Linked DNA regions of Hordeum vulgare: region 1 is linked to region 2. Evidence: chromatin contacts called from public Hi-C data. All regions are on one chromosome and are shown on one strand. Each heading gives the region's core, a stretch centred on a gene start, on an enhancer-like site or on the middle of the called end of the contact. The rest is flanking DNA. Distances are from core to core; before and after follow the strand shown.

Evidence for each region. A called contact is a pair of places that touch in the nucleus more often than the background predicts.
Region 1: a Hi-C map of leaf shows a contact between it and region 2, with 8 times the contacts expected there. The contact joins the promoter of LOC123404361 here to the promoter of LOC123403535 in region 2. A contact is called at or near these places in 3 of 6 Hi-C or Micro-C datasets (leaf and seedling) and 1 of 1 datasets of contacts at active chromatin or transcription factors (embryo).

Annotation. Positions count from the first base shown.
Region 1 is chr6H:373,786,488-373,791,444 of MorexV3_pseudomolecules_assembly, reverse strand. It overlaps LOC123404361 (casein kinase 1), which reads right to left and starts at 3,498. Exons shown (of 14, transcript XM_045098277.1): 1 at 3,055-3,498; 2 at 2,901-2,941; 3 at 1,650-1,719; 4 at 1,394-1,542; 5 at 1,147-1,242; 6 at 174-244. The coding sequence starts at 3,130.
Region 2 is chr6H:373,558,412-373,563,296 of MorexV3_pseudomolecules_assembly, reverse strand. It overlaps LOC123403535 (long-chain-alcohol oxidase FAO2-like), which reads left to right and starts at 1,259. Exons shown (of 3, transcript XM_045097466.1): 1 at 1,259-1,600; 2 at 1,701-1,973; 3 at 2,835-4,770. The coding sequence starts at 1,358. The coding sequence ends at 4,598.

The sequences.
Region 1 (4,957 bases), core at 2,249-4,748, 230 kb before region 2:
AAAACATTGAGCTATGTGTCAGACAGAACAATGTGCAAAAATGTTAAGAGACCTCAAATGCAGGAATGAGTTGTGCTTTTTAAACACTAGATTATGCACTGGAAGTCTAGGACAATCTTTGAAACATTAAGAGAATTCCTTTTAAACATTTTTAAACATCAATTGCCAAGTACCTGTATGGTATGTGCTTATGAGTTTGGAGGTCCCGGTACTTCTTTGCAAGGCCATAGTCGATAACATAAACCTGTTAAAGTAATTGCAATCAGTTTTCTATAAGCAGATATCTCTGTTCATAGCAAACACAAGCGTCGGGATCACTCTCCCTCCGTCCTAAAATAAGTGTCTCAAGCTCAGTACAATTTTGTACTAAAGCTAGTACAAAGTTGAGACACTTACTTTGGGACGGAGGGAGTAACATTTTTCAAAGGGAAATGCTCATTGCAGCAAACATAAGAACTTGTTTAACTAACAAGAGAATATGGGTATCTTTGCTCTAAAAGTATAAACGAGCCATTAACACTCATAGACAAAATACAGAATGGAAAGTACTTTTGTACCTTCAGGACTTAATACAATTATAATTAATGTCTTAAAATATTTAATCAACATTGACTAAGAACGGTAAATAATTAAATAGAATGGTACAGCACCATTACAGTCATTATAATTATAATGCATAAACATCAACTGAAACAGATTCAAGGTTCTCTTGCTAAATTTAAACACAGGAATTTGGTTTATTACACAATTGTTTATTTGGCTATTTGCTGATGCAACAGAGCTTGTACATTAGCCATTTTAGCCTCGCTTTATTATGATTGGAGGGTATTGAACTCAGGGATGGAGACAGACCTGGGGCAGCTAGGGATTTAGCCCCCAGGCGGTCCCAGAAGCGCATTTAAATGCTAAAGGGTCATGTAGAGTATAATCAGGTTAGGCTAGACACAAACTTGGCCCAGCCCTGGCACTGCCAGGCTGCCAGCTGATAAATCTTTAGTCGTTAATGTATCGTATCACTCTATCAGAACAAGGCCAAAAACTAGAATCAGTATAGTTCCACAATGAACTACTCAACCAGCAAATTCTAAAGCAAAGAAATTTTGATAAATCACTAGTACCAGTAAAAATGTTCATAATGGCACAAACCTGGCTTGCTTTACGGCCTAAACCCATAAGGAAGTTGTCTGGCTTTATATCACGATGAAGAAAGCCCCTCGAGTGCATGTACTCTACCCTGGCGATCTGTATAAAAATAATGGAATACATCAACTTGTCGGGATCAGTCAAATAAGGACTAAGAGATTTAAGTTTGCAGATAAAAAATTCATTTGCATTCTGTCAGACAGGTGTTCAATCTTAACAGACAAAATGAAATTATACAGTAAGCACTCACCATCTGATCAGCAAGCAAAAGTACTGTTTTAAGGGTAAATTTTCTGTTGCAATAGTTGAACAAGTCCTCCAGACTTGGACCAAGAAGATCAATGACCATGACATTGTACTCCCCGTCCACTCCAAACCACTTCAGATGAGGAATACCCACTGAAGTTTGAAATTGAACATTAAATCAAAATCATTAAAAAAAAGAATGGAAAGCAAGTTCTTGTATTGATTCTCGTTTAAAAAGAAGTTATTGTATTGCTACTTACTCCCCCCTTGCAGAAGCATATATAGTTTTGACTCATAATGAAGCTGGGGATGCCTTGATTTGACAGATTCCTAACAAATATAATGAGATGATAGGGACAGTCAGTTAGGATGTCCAGATGCTAGCAATTGCAGGGGCAGTAACAAGCCATAACACTCAAAATTCATGTCGATGCAAAGTTATATGTTCAAGTTATGAAAAACGTTATTATTTCACTGTTACCTACACTTCCTCAGAGCATAGTTCTTTCTTCATCTACGTCCACAATCCAAGACATGCGGAGGTAGAAATTAAGCAATTAAAAAACCACTACTTTCATCAGGCTCTATAATAAAACACCAGCGCTTAGCAGACAGCAAGGGACCATTGGCTCATTTTCTAAGAAAACAACTAACAGTGTTTATGAAGAATGTTACTTCCATGGAAAATTCTACCAAACAAAACTGCACATTGTACTGAAATAACTGATACAGCAGAAAGTATAGAATTGTATGTGCAGAGCATGGTTTTCTTCGGAGATGAGTTTTTGTTGGGAAAATTTCCAACATGTGTAGTGAAGTGCTATAACTTATAAGTTTCGCTGAACATGGGGTTTTACGAAATTCACACTTCCTTGAAAGATTGAATCAGATAGATGGACTTCGACTACCATCCATAGCCCAAAACATGGATGGGGTAATTGAAAATGCCAAAGATGTAACAGTGTTTCTTTGCTACTACCATTGATAGCCCAGACATGGGATTTACTTGAAAAGGATAGTGTTTCTCTGTTAATTATTACTGGATGTAACAGTATAGTTTGTTGTTATTCCTGACTTGTAGAATGTTGAAAGAGTACATAACATGCCAAGAATGTTGTATGGTGTATGTATGTGTCTACCCTCCTGTAACCCACGCAAAGGTGTACAAACATACTTAAATGGGCAGATAATAAAAATTGAACTTCCAACCGGGAGCAGCAAACACTTTCGCCCTTTTTCTAGATCCCCAGTTCTGTGCGTCTCTAATAGATCAGTTTGCATGTACCGAACCTATAGTGTTCAGAAACCCCAAGCTCCTCGCCGCGAGTTGCTACTCATATGAAAAGAGCATGATACTAGATAAGATGTCCCAAACATCTCTGATTAGTGATGGACCAAACTGTATTCGCAGATTACATACATATATTTAGTTAACACCGGATGAAAACATGCATACGTATATTAACAAATGACAAGGTTCATAATATAATCGAATTTTTTTCATGACATACCAACTTGATAGCCACCTCCTCGCCGCTCTGTATGTTCACGCCTGCAGCCAAATTAATCACCCTTGTAAAAAAATAAGCTAAGCAGATATAAAGCTTTGGCAACACAAACGGAAAGAGGCACATGAAAGATCTAAGAACACCATGAGGGCCGTACCAAGATACAGCTCCCCGAAAGATCCGCTCCCGATCTTCCTACCCAGCTTAAACTTCCCCCCGATCACATGCTCCATCTTTGCAACCCCGCAAGAGATTCAGCAACGGCTGCGCCTAAAATCGCCCCTTGACCTAATCACATTGCCCAGAGGCCTCAAGATTTGAGCCCAGAGCACCCGAGGACGGGATCCCGGATCTCCCGAGCCAAGACCGCGCGCCCGGGACCGCCTGAGATGGAGCCGCAGATCGAGTTGGCGCTGATCGGAAGCGAATCGGGATACTCCTCGAGGTGGGATTCGGGGACTAGGGATTGCTTCTGTGAGTATTTTTGGGATTTTCGTGGGGGTTGGAATCGGGAGACGAGTTAATGGAGGGACGGATGGGGGAAGCGGAAAATGTGGGAAACGGACGGGGACCGTACAACGGATGGAAGGAGAGAACGAGGGATAGGGCGGCACTAGGGCTACGCTTTTCCTTTTTCTTTCCTTTATTTATTTATTTATTTTATGGTTTCCAGTTTCCCGTTCTTTGTTTCATCCCATTACCTTTGCTTTATCTCCGGTTTTCGTTGCCTGTGTTTCTTTCTCGATTTATTCTCTCCTGCTTGTACTCTTGCTGCCTGCCAAGTAAGTTTGTTTCTCCTAGAAATGGAGCTTTTGTTTTAGTCTAACAGCATCTACACCGACGACAACAAATCTGGCCCCTCTCGCGGATGCGCCCCTAACGTGTGCGGACGGATCGATCACGTCTCATATTTATTGTTTTACATCCAAATATCTTATTATACAAAGAAAGACCCTACGTACTACTTTAATTACGCTTCATCATTATCAAAGATGTCCACCATGTCCATACCGGATGACTCATAGTTAGGCTCGTGGGGGGGCTCCAACTCCTCCTCATCATCCGTATGCGTGAACATCTCGTTAATGTCATGAGTGTCCTCCTGCATACGACGATGCTTAGCCTCCGTCGTCGATTCTGACCAGACGAAATCGAGGATCACGTGATGCTCCACACATAGATTCGCAGCCCGACGTCCCACGTCCTTTTCCTCATCGTCCTCCTCCTTCGTCGCCGCCTCCAAATCCTTCTCCGGATGCGGTGGATCCGGAGGTAGCCCCATGATGGTCCGGGCATCGTGTCTTGCCAGGATCTGCTCAAGGAGTTGCAGACGGTGCTCCGACGTTAGATACATTGTAAGGCAGTGTGAGGGCATAGCTACTAGCAAAAAGCAACGGGCGGCGAGCGGCGAGTGGAAAGTGACGACGACGACGGACGGGAGGGGTGAAATGCAGATGGACGGGGTTTCGGTGCCAGCGCTCGGCTTAAATAGTCGGGCTAGGACAGTATGTGCTCGATCATGCCCGTCGTACTGTTGGGTTTCCGCACAATTTCACATGGGACCCGGACGTCAGTGTGACGTGGCAGGCCTTCTCGTACCTGTCTTATATTTTGGTTGAACATGAGGGGTGTTGGTAAGCCCGGGCGTTTGAGTCTGTTTGAGGCATTCGTATAGGTCGTGTTTTCTAACTCGTCACTAACCTAACCATCCGCCTGTTTGAGGTTTTCGATTTTAGTGCTTTAAGAGTATCTACAGCAGGACCCCTCAAATCCGGCCCCTCAAACGTCTGCGAACGCATCCGGACGGCCTCTCGTATTTTGTTCTGTGCATCCACATACCTCATATTCGGACTCTCAAATCCATACAAAGTCATGCACGTCGATCATTCGATACAAAATTGTCTGAATTCAACAGTTTTAAACAAAAGCAAACGATAGCATAGTTCAACCAAACGGACATGCCAAAATGAAATCATGTCCGACCGACAAGTGGTGTCGGATCACTGGCCGAACGAGTTCATTCATGCGTCCTGCTTCGCGTGGGCAACCATATCCGCCTG
Region 2 (4,885 bases), core at 10-2,509:
CTGCTACCCCGACGGTGCCTACTATTATGTGGAGGTCGCTGATGATCAGGAGTAGTTAGGAGGTTCCTAGGCAGGAGGCCTCGCCTCGTTCGATCGTTGTATCTTTTGTGCTAGCCTTCTCTAAGGCACCTCATGTTTTATGTCTGTACTCAGATATTGTTGATTCCGCTGACTCGTGTGTTTATCGAGCTTCCGTATTCTAGCCCTCGAAGCCCCTGACTTGTAATATGAAGTTGATGTTATTTGATTTGTGTCTAGAGTTGTGTTGTGATATCTTCTCGTGAGTCCTTGGGTTTGATCGTACGCATTTGCGTGTATGATTAGCGTACGATTAAACCGAGGGCGTCACACCGGCATCATGTTTTGCTGCAACCGTTCACTAAAAAGTTGCATACACGTCACGTAAATTTTTGTTACAACCGGCGTTTGACTTTTGCTACCACGTACCATCAGATTCGTTTTTTTGCTACGATCACGTAGATATTTTTTTTGCTACAAATTTTATTTTTTGTTGCAACCGTTGAAAAATTGTTGCATCGCATCGAAATTTTGTTGCATAGGGAGGAAAATGTTGCATGCGGATCCAACGGTGCGGACGACGCGGGGTTGGTGGATCCTGCGGTCCGCGCGGCCGGCCGAAAATCAGGGCCGGCGCGCCGGCGCAGATCACTCCCCTTCCATAAATCAGCAGAAAAAAAAGAATATTTTTACGGGATCCTTGAAAATAAAGCAAGTTTTTACGAAAACTGTTGGAGAGGTTGTTTTGCCTCAACTTCACATAAACCACGGTTATTTTAAAGACAGGAGAACTCTCTAAACCCGGTAAGAAGTCAATTGGATCGGGGCTCTCCGTTTTTGCTGTTGCAACGCGGTACGCCGAGCATCCACCCGTCTCCTCCAGAATCTCCAAGCAAATGTTACAAGCGTACGGTTGAGCCGTTGCTCCGGCCGTGCGCGTGCGCAGCGCGCCATGCCTGCGATGCCCCGCGCGCGAGGACACAGCAGGCTGCCGTGCCGCGGCACGCAACCCATTCGGCAGCCGCCCCAAGCCGTTCTAGATTCACTTCAGTTCAGGCAGTTACTCTGCACCTCCGGTTCAGTTAAGAGTTGAGATGATCAGACAGTAAAAACACCTACCTGATGGTTCTGAAACTTCGCAATCCCTCCGCGTTGCGCGGGCCCCCGGAAAGCAGCGGCCGCCCGCCCATCCATCGTCCATATCCCATCCCACCCATCCATCCAATGTTTAAAGCCTCGGTACCTCCACACTCCGCTTGTCCATTACCTCGCAGCTCGCCGCTACCCACCCACGCTCCACTATAGCCCTGTGAGCCTGTGACGACGTCAGAAAGGCGCCATGGAAGAGGACAAGAAGCAGAGAAGAAGGCGGGGCCACCCCCTCCTGCGGGGAGGAGGCCCGAGGTCGGAGCCCTACACGCATGGCTTCTCCGCCACCCAGATGATGGCGCTCACCGCCGTGTGCGGCGCGCTGGTCCCGTCGCTGCCGCCCGACGGCCACCACCTAGCGATGGCCGACAACGGCAAGGCTGTCCGGGAGTTCTTGCTCGCATCTGCCGCCGACCCGCCCGTCCCGGACGAGGTTAGTAGCTACGAGCCTACGATACGGCGACGTGTCTTGACGACCTGCGTTTTATTACCGACCGGTGGCTAACTCTGTGCGTACATGCGCGCTCGATCAGGTCGCGCAGCTGATGTCGGCAATGTGTCTCCGGGAGGCGCTGGCGCTGGTGCGGACGGTGCTGTGGCTGCTGGGCACGCGGCTGGGGACGCTCGCGCTGTGCGGCGCGCGGTGCCTGTCGTGGAGCTCCCCGTTCGTGCATAGGTTCGCGGAGATGCCGGTGGATCGGCGGGAGGACGCGCTGCGCCGGTGGAGCCGGGAGACCATGATCCCGCCTCTGCGCCTCTTCTTCCTCCTCGTCAAGGTCTACTGCCTCTACGTCTTCTACTCCTGGGTAAGCACGCAGCACGCCTACTGACTTGACTTCTTATGTCTTAACCATTTGTCACACCCGGTACAAGTCCATGTGCAGTCTGCAAGTGGCAACATTAGCTAGCTTCTCGGGTGCAAATCGGCATACGGCAGCGTATGTACGAGTATACTTGTGGTGGTGGTGTAGCATAATACGATCTCGCTGTTGGCCATGGCGCCTCTGCGCGCGCGCGGCACAGAGCAATAATGGACGCATGCATGCACGCTGTGTACGAGTACTTAGCAGTCAGTGTACCACGGCTTTCATGATAGTCTGACGAAAGGCCACGTGCCCTTTGTGAACATCGGGTGGTTCGTCAGTAATCGTTTTACTCCTTGGGCCGAACGTGTGAATTGTAGGCCTAGAGCGCGATGAATCACCGCCGCAGCGCCCCTGATGGTGATGCATCGATGGATCCATGCCGATCGTGATGTGCACCGGTGGCCGTTGGTTATTTACCGTATATAATAATTCAAGAGGGTGAGACGTGTCCCCCATTTTTGGACTTTATTAGTGGTTGGAGACTCGAAGCACAACAAAAAAGAGTGAGGATTTTCCATCAAAAAAGGGACAAGTTCCGTAGACTTGATGGCACCGGCACACTTAATTTCTTGTTGCGCTTTCCTATTTTCCCCCCAAAATGTCTTGGTTGCGACTTCGGAACATACCGCTAATTCTTCACCTTCTCCGACGAGGCCAATTGGGCCCGAATTTAGGAAGCATGCTACTAGAAACAGATTTTTGAGTTGAAAATGACAGCAACCAGCTCTGACAATGCAGTGGGTTTGTTGAGTTGAAAATGACAGCAAACAGCTCTGATTCATGGTGTTTCATTTCCCGCAGACCGACGACAACTCGGAGAATCCTCACTGGCAAGCAATCGGCTACAGCCCGCCAACCGACGAGGCTGCGGAGCAAGAAGAGCAGGCAAGCATCAAGCGGCCACTCGAGGACGGCGTGGTCGAGACCATCCACCAGACCGACGCCTCCCTCCCGACCAGCCTCGCCGAGAAGGGCCTCGCGGTGACCGAGGACGCGGCACGGAACGTGTGCAGGATCGAGTGCGATGTCGTCATCGTCGGCTCCGGCTGCGGCGGGGGCGTGGCCGCCGCGGTGCTCGCAGGGGCCGGACACAAGGTGGTGGTCATCGAGAAGGGGAACTACTTCACGGCCAGGGACTACACGTCCATCGAGGGCCCGTCGATGAGCCAGCTCTATGAGTACGGCGGGTTCATGAGCACGCTCAGCGGCAGCGGGCTCCTCCTGGCCGGCTCCACGGTCGGCGGCGGCTCGGCCGTCAACTGGTCGGCCTGCATCAAGACGCCCGACAGCGTGCGCAAGGAGTGGGCGGCCGCGCACGGCCTGCCGCTGTTCGACAAGTCAGAGTACACCGCCGCGATGGACGTGGTGTTCAAGCGGCTTGGCGTCACGTCGGGTTGCAAGGAGGAGGGGCTCCAGAACAAGGTCCTTCGCAAGGGGTGCGAGAAGCTGGGGTACAACGTAGAGCCGGTGTCGAGGAACTCGTCGGAGGGCCACTTCTGCGGCAGCTGCGGGTACGGCTGCCGCACCGGGGACAAGCGCGGCACAGACACGACGTGGCTGGTCGACGCGGTGTCCCGCGGCGCGGTGATCCTGACGGGTAGCAAGGCGGAGAAGCTGCTCTTCACCGACGCGGCCGGTAAGAGGGGGAAGAGGTGTGCCGGCGTGGTGGCTGCCAGCTCCAACCCGGCGATCACGAGGAAGCTGGAGGTGCGCGCCAAGGTGACCGTGGCAGCGGGCGGCTCGCTCCTGACGCCGGTGCTGCTGCGCGGCAGCGGGCTCAAGAACCCGCACATAGGCAAGAACCTCCACCTCCACCCGATCGCCATGGCGTGGGGCTACTTCCCGCCGGACAAGATGCCGGAGCTCAAGGGCAAGATGTACGAGGGCGGCATCATCACGTCCCTGCACAAGGTGGAGGCCGACGGCGACGGGCTGCCGCACCGGGCCATCCTCGAGACGCCGCTGATGGGACCGGCCGCCGCGGGGACGCAGTTCCCCTGGGTGTCCGGGCGCGACATGAAGGAGCGGATGCTCAACTACGGGCGGACGGTGCACATCTTCTCCCTGGTCAGGGACCACGGGTCGGGGACGGTGCACGGCGAGCGGCGGATCGCGTACCACCTGGACCCGGTGGACAGGGAGAACCAGCGCGAGGGCCTGCGGCGGGCGCTGCGCATCCTGGTGGCGGCCGGCGCGACGGAGGTCGGCACACACCGGAGCGACGGGCAGAAGCTGAGGTGCAAGGGCGCCACGGACGAGGAGGTTGAGGAGTTCCTGGACGGCGTCTCCGGGGTGCGCGGGCCGCAGTCCAAGAGCGAGAAGTGGAGCCTGTGCTGCACGGCGCACCAGATGGGCAGCTGCAGGATGGCCGCGACGGCCGGGGACGGCGCCGTGGACACGCGCGGCGAGAGCTGGGAGGTGGAGCGGCTGTACGTGTGCGACGGCAGCGTCCTGCCCGGCGCGGTGGGCGTCAACCCCATGATCACCATACAGTCCGTGGCCTACTGCCTCGCCACCGGCATCGCGGAGCAGCTGAGACGTGATCAGTCCTCCGGAAAAAACTAGTACATGAATAGTCGCGGCATGTACGCGGAATAATAAGTTGGAATAAGTTTGGGGCTTGTTTGTGATACAAGAACGACGCGGATCAGTATGGACTATGGTTATCCCCATTTGATTCCTCGGTTGCTGTACATACGGCAGGCATGTGGCAAAATTACGAAGTGTTGCTGACTCATCTTGGTCGATGCAGTACTGCCTCCTGGCATCATATTCCTCAGTTGCTGTACACTTTGATTGAAATCAAATGGTGCAATAATGAAGTTCATGAAAATATACCGTCAACTACGATA